2 separate regions of the Sus scrofa genome follow, and region 1 is linked to region 2. The links are chromatin contacts, called in public Hi-C maps. All regions are on one chromosome and are shown on one strand. Each heading gives the region's core, a stretch centred on a gene start, on an enhancer-like site or on the middle of the called end of the contact. The rest is flanking DNA. Distances are from core to core; before and after follow the strand shown.

The links. A called contact is a pair of places that touch in the nucleus more often than the background predicts.
Region 1: a Hi-C map of embryonic fibroblasts shows a contact between it and region 2, with 5 times the contacts expected there. The contact joins two enhancer-like sites. A contact is called at or near these places in 17 of 47 Hi-C or Micro-C datasets (alveolar macrophages, blood, embryonic fibroblasts and 11 more) and 1 of 2 datasets of contacts at active chromatin or transcription factors (skeletal muscle).

The regions. Positions count from the first base shown.
Region 1 is chr6:7,092,153-7,095,666 of Sscrofa11.1, forward strand. It overlaps PKD1L2 (polycystic kidney disease protein 1-like 2), which reads left to right. Exons shown (of 44, transcript XM_021096997.1): 8 at 1,777-1,907. Among named protein-coding and RNA genes, the nearest start is that of PKD1L2, 29 kb to the left of the region's middle. Within about 2 kb of position 1,294, at least 6 of the 83 cell types and tissues checked have an H3K27ac peak or open chromatin away from gene starts, as enhancers often do. A contact at or near this core is called in embryonic fibroblasts, where this site is marked.
Region 2 is chr6:6,641,609-6,644,927 of Sscrofa11.1, forward strand. No RefSeq gene overlaps it. Among named protein-coding and RNA genes, the nearest start is that of PLCG2, 40 kb to the left of the region's middle. Within about 2 kb of position 1,898, at least 52 of the 83 cell types and tissues checked have an H3K27ac peak or open chromatin away from gene starts, as enhancers often do. A contact at or near this core is called in embryonic fibroblasts, where this site is marked.

The DNA of each region.
Region 1 (3,514 bases), core at 44-2,543, 450 kb after region 2:
GGGTCCAAAAATGAAATGGAATGACTATGGGAAATACTCACACTAGAGAGGCTAGAATTCAAATGCAAATTAATTTTTGTCTCCTATAAAACTGACTCCGTAGGGGATAAGAGATTAAATCTCCATGCACCTTGTGACTTTGGGGCTCACTCTCAGATGATAAGCAGCCTTCTCCTCCCCAGAGAAGAATAGACCAGATGCCTCTAGGGATGCAGGGGTGAGGAGGGAGGAAAGGGAAAAGGTGGGACAGGAAGGCCCTCACTGGCCCTGCCCTCAGGGCCCAGCAGATATTTGCAAAGGCCTCTTGTAGGAACTTCTGTGGGCTCTTGAGGCTCCCTGCTGGGCCCCTCAGACCGCAGCTCCTGGGATGGGGGTGATGCTTCTCCTTTGGGCCACATCCACCCAGCTAATGCTTCTCCTGCCACCAAGAGGGTCCCTCTCTCCATTCTCCTCATTCTCTCTGCCCTCTCCAGTATCCCCTTTCCCCAGGGCAAACATCTGATCAGTCAAAAATTCTTGGCCTAGGAGTTCCCGTCGTGGCGCAGTGGTTAACGAATCCGACTAGGAACCATGAGGTTGCGGGTTCGGTCCCTGCCCTTGCTCAGTGGGTTAACGATCCGGCGTTGCCGTGAGCTGTGGTGTAGGTTGCAGATGCGGCTCGGATCCCGCGTTGCTGTGGCTCTGGCGTAGGCCAGTGGCTACAGCTCCAATTCGACCCCTAGCCTGGGAACCTCCATATGCCGCGGGAGCGGCCCAAGAAATAGCAACAACAACAACAAAAAAGACAAAAAGACAAAAAAAAAAAAAAAATTCTTAGCCTAAATGCAGAAACACCACACTTTGTTATCTCTGCTTCCCTTCTCTCCACCCGTCATGGATAATTCCTTCGAGGGCATGAGTAAGAAACCTGCCCATGAGGACCCCCAGCCCCAAAGAACGCATGCCCAGTTGCGCAAGGACCCTCTCTACAGGCCTCTTCTCTGGGCTTGAGAAGAGAAAGTAGAACCCACCCCCCACCCCCACCCCCCGTGAGGCAGCAGCAGGTCTCTCCACATCCTCTTACAAATCTTTGTCTCCCCCACTTCCACTCTCTCTTGATGCTTTGAAAACCATGTGGTGGCCTCTCTGCTGCAATCTCCTCTCATCTGGCAGATAAGCATCTGCTCATCCTTTGAACTTCAGCTCTAGGCCCTGTCCCACACCATCAACCATTTCCTGCTCCCCCACCCTGTGCCCACACTGCCCGCCATGCCAACTCCTACCCTGGAGTGTCCAACATGCCTATTAGACCACAAGGCCCTGAGGACAAGGACCATGTTTCATTCATCTCTGTGTCCCAGAATCTTGCACCAAGCCTGGCATACAACAGGGATTCATTAAATGCTTCAGTGATGAGTCAGATGCTGCCCTGAGAAGACTGGAAAAGCAAAAGCTGGGAGAAATGTCTCAGAGCCAGTTAAACTATTTTTTTTTTTTTTTGGTCATTTGTCTTTTTTTGGGGCCACACTTGTGGCATATGGAGGTTCCCAGACTAGGGGTCTAATTGGAGCTGTTGCCAGCCTATGCCACAGCCACAGCAACACCAGATCTGAGTTTCGTCTGTGACCTACACCACAGCTCACAGCAATACCAGATCCTTAACCCACTGAGCGAGGCCAGGGATCGAACCTGCAACCTCGTGGTTCCTAGTCAGATTCGTTTCTGCTGCGCCAAGATGGGAACTCCAGTTAAGCAATTTATTACAATGCCCAGGATGCTCCACCCTTTGTATTGCAGGCACCTTTCTGGTCACTGTGCTGGTGAGGAATGCATTCTCAAACTTGAGTTTGGAAATTGGAAGCATCACTGTCACAGGTAAGAATTTTCTGCAAGGGAGGGAAATTTGTGACCTGGAGTTTAGGACACTGTAATTGCTTGGGATCTAGTGAGGGGCTTCTCAAAGCAGGGCTTTGAATACTTATTTTTTTCTACAGATATTAAGATTTCTCTGGTTACTCTAAATAGACAGTAGTGTATATAGTATAACATCCAACCATCGATACAGAATTCTAAAACATTTGAGTTTGTATTAGTTATGATGCTTTAGGCTGCAAGTAACAGAAAGCCCAACTTAAGCGGCTTTAAGTTCAAGTCTTATTATTTCACATATTAAGAAGTTAGAAGGTAAGTAGTTCTGGTTCATTGTCTGGGTGTTACCAGCAAGGACCCAGGCTCAGTCTGTCATTCTGCTCTGCCATCAGAACTTTTGCTCCATAGGTTTGTGTCTCATGCAATTAAGATGGCTGCTGCAGTTCCAGACATCATATGTCAACCCAGCATCAACCAGCAGAAGCGAAACCCATTTCCCCCAGCTCATCTTTTTTATTAAGGAAAAAAATCTTTCCCACTAGTCCCCAGCAATCTCTTCTTTATATTACCGTTGGTCAAGGTAGGGTCACGTGCCCAGCTATAAGGGATGCTGGGGGAGTTCCTGCTATGGCATCCTGGGTTAAGAATCTGAATGCAGAGGCTTGGGCCGTTGCAGAGGTGTGGGTTTCATCCCTTGCCTGGCTCAGTAGGTCACAGCTGTGCCTTGGATTCAAACCCTGACCTAGGAACTTCTATATGCTGTGGCTGTGGCCATTAAAAAAAAAATGGCTGCTGGGAATCCAGCACTTTTAGGCTTTGCAGGAGAGGATGGATTCTGACAGCCAAGAGGAAGGGCTAGGTTTTGGCCGCTGCCAACAACAGATGTCCCTGTCTTAAAGTTTGCCTTGAATATGTTTGCCAGGACTTCTGAGTAGCAAGAGACAGAGAAACAGTTCAAAATAGTTCACGTCAAAAGGAAACTTTATCAACTCAGAAAATAAAAACCCAGGGTTTAGGTCCAGCAGAATCCAGCCACTCAGTGTCTCCAGAAATCTGCCTCTCTCCATCTCTTGCCTTGGTGGGAACATCTGCACCACAGAAATCAGCAAGCACTGCAGATGAGGGCTCCCCACCTTCACCCTTCAATTGGCAGGTAAACATTACAGCAAACAGCTGCATGTCTGATTCTAAATCTTATCTTCTACCTGCACTGGCAGCTGTCTGCCTCTTTCTTACCTATAAAGGGGTGTCTTTAGTCCAGTGGTGAACGTGATGGTTTTGCTTCTGACCCATTTCCTCTGACATGAACGTTCAATCTGTGTCCCTAAACCATTTCCAAAGACAGGCAGATACCCCTAGGACATGCTCAGCATTCCCTCTGCCTCCATCCTTTAGCGACCTTATAAACAGGAACCGTGTCTGACACCCATCCCCACTGTGTCCACAGCTCCTTCCAGCCTCCAAGAACCATCTGAAACAAAGGTTCCGGAAAACAACGTGAGTACTTTTTACAGACACTTAACCTCACAAGAAAAAGCACTGCTTTATTTTTAGGTTTGAGCTTTGTGGCGCTGACAGCCAGAGCGCTAAGGAATCACTGGGGTTTCTTCCATTTAAAAGAAACCCAGAAGGACTGAAATTAAATGAAGCATGTTCTCTAACCACA
Region 2 (3,319 bases), core at 648-3,147:
GTCCGAGGCCTCATTTGTCATGACTGATTACGTCAGAATCACCTGGAAGCTTTAAAAAATACCGGTGGGGAAACAACCCAAATGTCCCCAGACCAATGAAGAGCTAAACTGTAGGTCAGGGAGGTGTGAGTTTCCAGGAGTCACAAGGGCACCAAGAAGGAAGCAATCCTGAGACAGTTTCCCACTATCATCCCATCCAAAAGGGAGACACCACCCCACCCCACCCCGAGGCAGGAAGCAGTGGGAGATGGGCCTCAGGAGGAGGCAGCCTCGGGGAATGCACACGGGGACCCTCACTTCTGCGGCCCCCACCCTGTTCCTCCCAAAGCACACATTTGGGCTATGAGCACACGCGTGTACCAAAAAAAAAAAAAAAAAAAAAAAAAAAATCCTGTCATTTCAGTCAACAAAGTTGCCATCAAGCCATCAGCTAATGATGCATCTTTTTTTTCTTTTTTTTCCCTTTTTTTAGGGCTACACCCATGGCATATGGAGGTTCCCAGGCTAGGGGCTGAATCCGAGCTGTAGCTGCCGGCCTACGCCAGAGCCAGGGCAACGCGGTATCTTAGCCTCATCTGGGACCTACAGCAATGCTGGATCCTTAACCCACTGAGTAAGGCCAGGGATCGAATCCACAACCTCATGGATCTCAGTCAGGTTCATTAGCCACTGAGCCACGAAGGGAACTCCTAATGATGCACCTTGAGGGGAATCGGGGCTGGAGAAAAACAGGGTACTTGGCCCTAGAGAGTTAAGGATGCCTATCAAAGGAATGATTTCATCAAGCCCAGACTCCAGCATCTCCCCATACATAGAAAGGCACCAAAATCATTAATTTACAATGTCCGGTTTGAGCGATTAGCAGTAGTCTTTTATAATCTCTCTACTATATGTTTTTGCTTCTTTTCCTCCCCCCGCCCGCAAAACTCCTGTGTATCCTGGCTCCTCCATGTCCCCTAAGGACAGTCCCTCAGCGCTGAGAGGCTGCCTTCTTGGCCTCAGTCATGGCCTCACATAAAACAACTCCCAAATTCTAGCTAGTGCTTTTGTGCTTTTTTTTTTTTTTTTAATCAGCACCTCCGTGGCCAGCCAACAATGACCAGACAAGGTCAAGGACAAAAACACTTTAGTCCGCATCTACCTTCAAGCTTTCTTTCCCCCCCACCCCACTTAGGAGGAGGTAGGGACTCAGGAAGGGGAAGAGGCATGAAATGAAGGTGAAATTTAAGTTCTCAAGTAGCCTGGACATTTTGCTACCAAAGGTGTCTTTAAGAAACTGGAGGAAGTCTCTCGTGCCACCGCGGTGGCTTGGGTTCAGTCCCCGGCCCGGGGAACCTCCAGAAAAAGAAAGAGAAATTGGAAAGAAGGCCATCGGGAAACAAGATTTAGAGACAAAGAGAACCGCGTTTCCCCGGCAGGCTCCATCCCTGTGCAGGGGGCCAGCTCCCCTCGCTGGGTCCGGGCTGAGGATCCCAGGAGCTGGCAGTGTTCGGAGGCCTCGGGAAAGGTTCCTTAACCAAGGGCCATTAGAGATAAAACAACGGCGCTAGGAGTGTGGGGGCGCGGGGGGGCCGCTACTGGGGGAAGGGCCGCGGAGGAGGCCGGAGCCGTTTTACGCCAAGGCATCTCCCTGACTGCAAGAGAGGAGATGTGTCTGGTCGACGGGCTTCGGGGTGCGGATGGAGGGTTGGAGGGAGCCCCTCCTGGTACTGGCACCCTGCCCTCTCGCGGGCCGCCCTCGGGGGCAGAGCCATAGGCCTGGGGGGTGGGGGTGGGGTCCAGGGCTGTCTCGCAGCTTCCCTCAACCCCGCAGAGCCGTCCCCGCCAGCCCGAGGGTCTCCTGAAGCTGCAACACGTGCGGATGGCAGCGGGGGTCTCCATGGCAACACTGACGTCACGGGCCCGGAGTCCCCGAACGCTGCCTTCCGCCCCCAGCTCGGCCTGGTGCAACCCCAGCCTCGTTCTGCAGCAGCTGGGACATCTGGGGCGTTAGAGCTGCTGCCCTGCCCTCCTCTCGGTCTTGTCCTGGCCACTAGAGGCAGACAGGTGTGCACTGAGCCAGAAAGGTGTGAGCCGAGCCAGCCGCCTTCCGATCCCGGCTTCCTCCCGGCCCTTTGTCCTCAGCCCGCTCTCCGCCGGCTGCTGGCGAAGCAGCCTTTACTTCCTGTTTCAGTAACAGGAAGCTCCCTCCCGGGGAGAAAGCACATTTTAAGAGAATGCGGGAGGAGGAGCTAGGTCCCTCCCACCTCAACCTCTGCTCCCTCTGGTCCCTTCCACTGAAAGCCCAGGGCTTATGGAAACTACTCCCAAATTATCATATCCCCCTTCCCCAAGACTCAGCCTCTGCTCTGGAACCTTCTACTGCGAGGACTAGGACCTAAGGGGCCCTGCCTGTCTCTCCTGCTGCCAGGGACCCCACACTTCTGCCTCCTAAGAGTCTGTTCCTTCCAAGGCCAGACACTGCCTCAGGGCCTCCGCCCTTGCCCTTCCTCTGCCTGGATGGCTGTTCCCTCCTCCATCTCCCTCCCGGCTGGCCATTTTGGGCTCGCTCCATTTTAGCTCTGTGCACCACTGTTGTGTGCTTACAGGTTTGTGGGAGCTCCCTGGTGGCTGAGCAGGTTAAGGATCTGGTGTTGTCACTGCTGTGGCTCAGATCGCTGCCAGAGCTCGGGTTCAATCCCTGGCCTGGAAACTTTCTCATGCCATGAGTGCAGCCAAAAAAAAAAGCTGTGTGGGATTATTTGTCTAATGGCTGCCTCTTCCCTGACTGTATGCAGTGGAGGCAGTGTGCCAGGCACACAGGAGGTGCTTAATGTATACTTTTTTTAAAAAACTGGCTTATTGAGACATAATTCACATACCATACAATCCACCTAAGTCAAGTGTACATATGGTTTTTAGCTTATTTACAGAGCTGTGCAGGCAACACCACAGTCGATGTTAGGTGTTGTCATCACTAAAAAGAAACCTCTACCCCGCAGCTCTCACTGGCCTTTCCCCGACCCCTCGGCCCTAAGCAACTCTTAGCTGACTTTCTGCCACCATACATTTCCTGTGCTGGACGCTCAGATGGCTGGAGTCTTATAATTTGTGGACCTGACCATCTTTCACTCAGCAGCGTTTTCAAGGTTCTTGCTCAGTGAATGAATGAAGGGGTGTCTGAATGGAAGGCTATGGGAAGCGGAGGAGAGGGGCTCTCCTGGGTGGGATGATGGGCACTGGGTGGAAGGACCTGGGTCTGTTATGGGATCCACATCTCACAGGGCACAGACTCTGAGTGAGACAGTGGCTGAGCCGCCCCAGATACACACTTGATTGT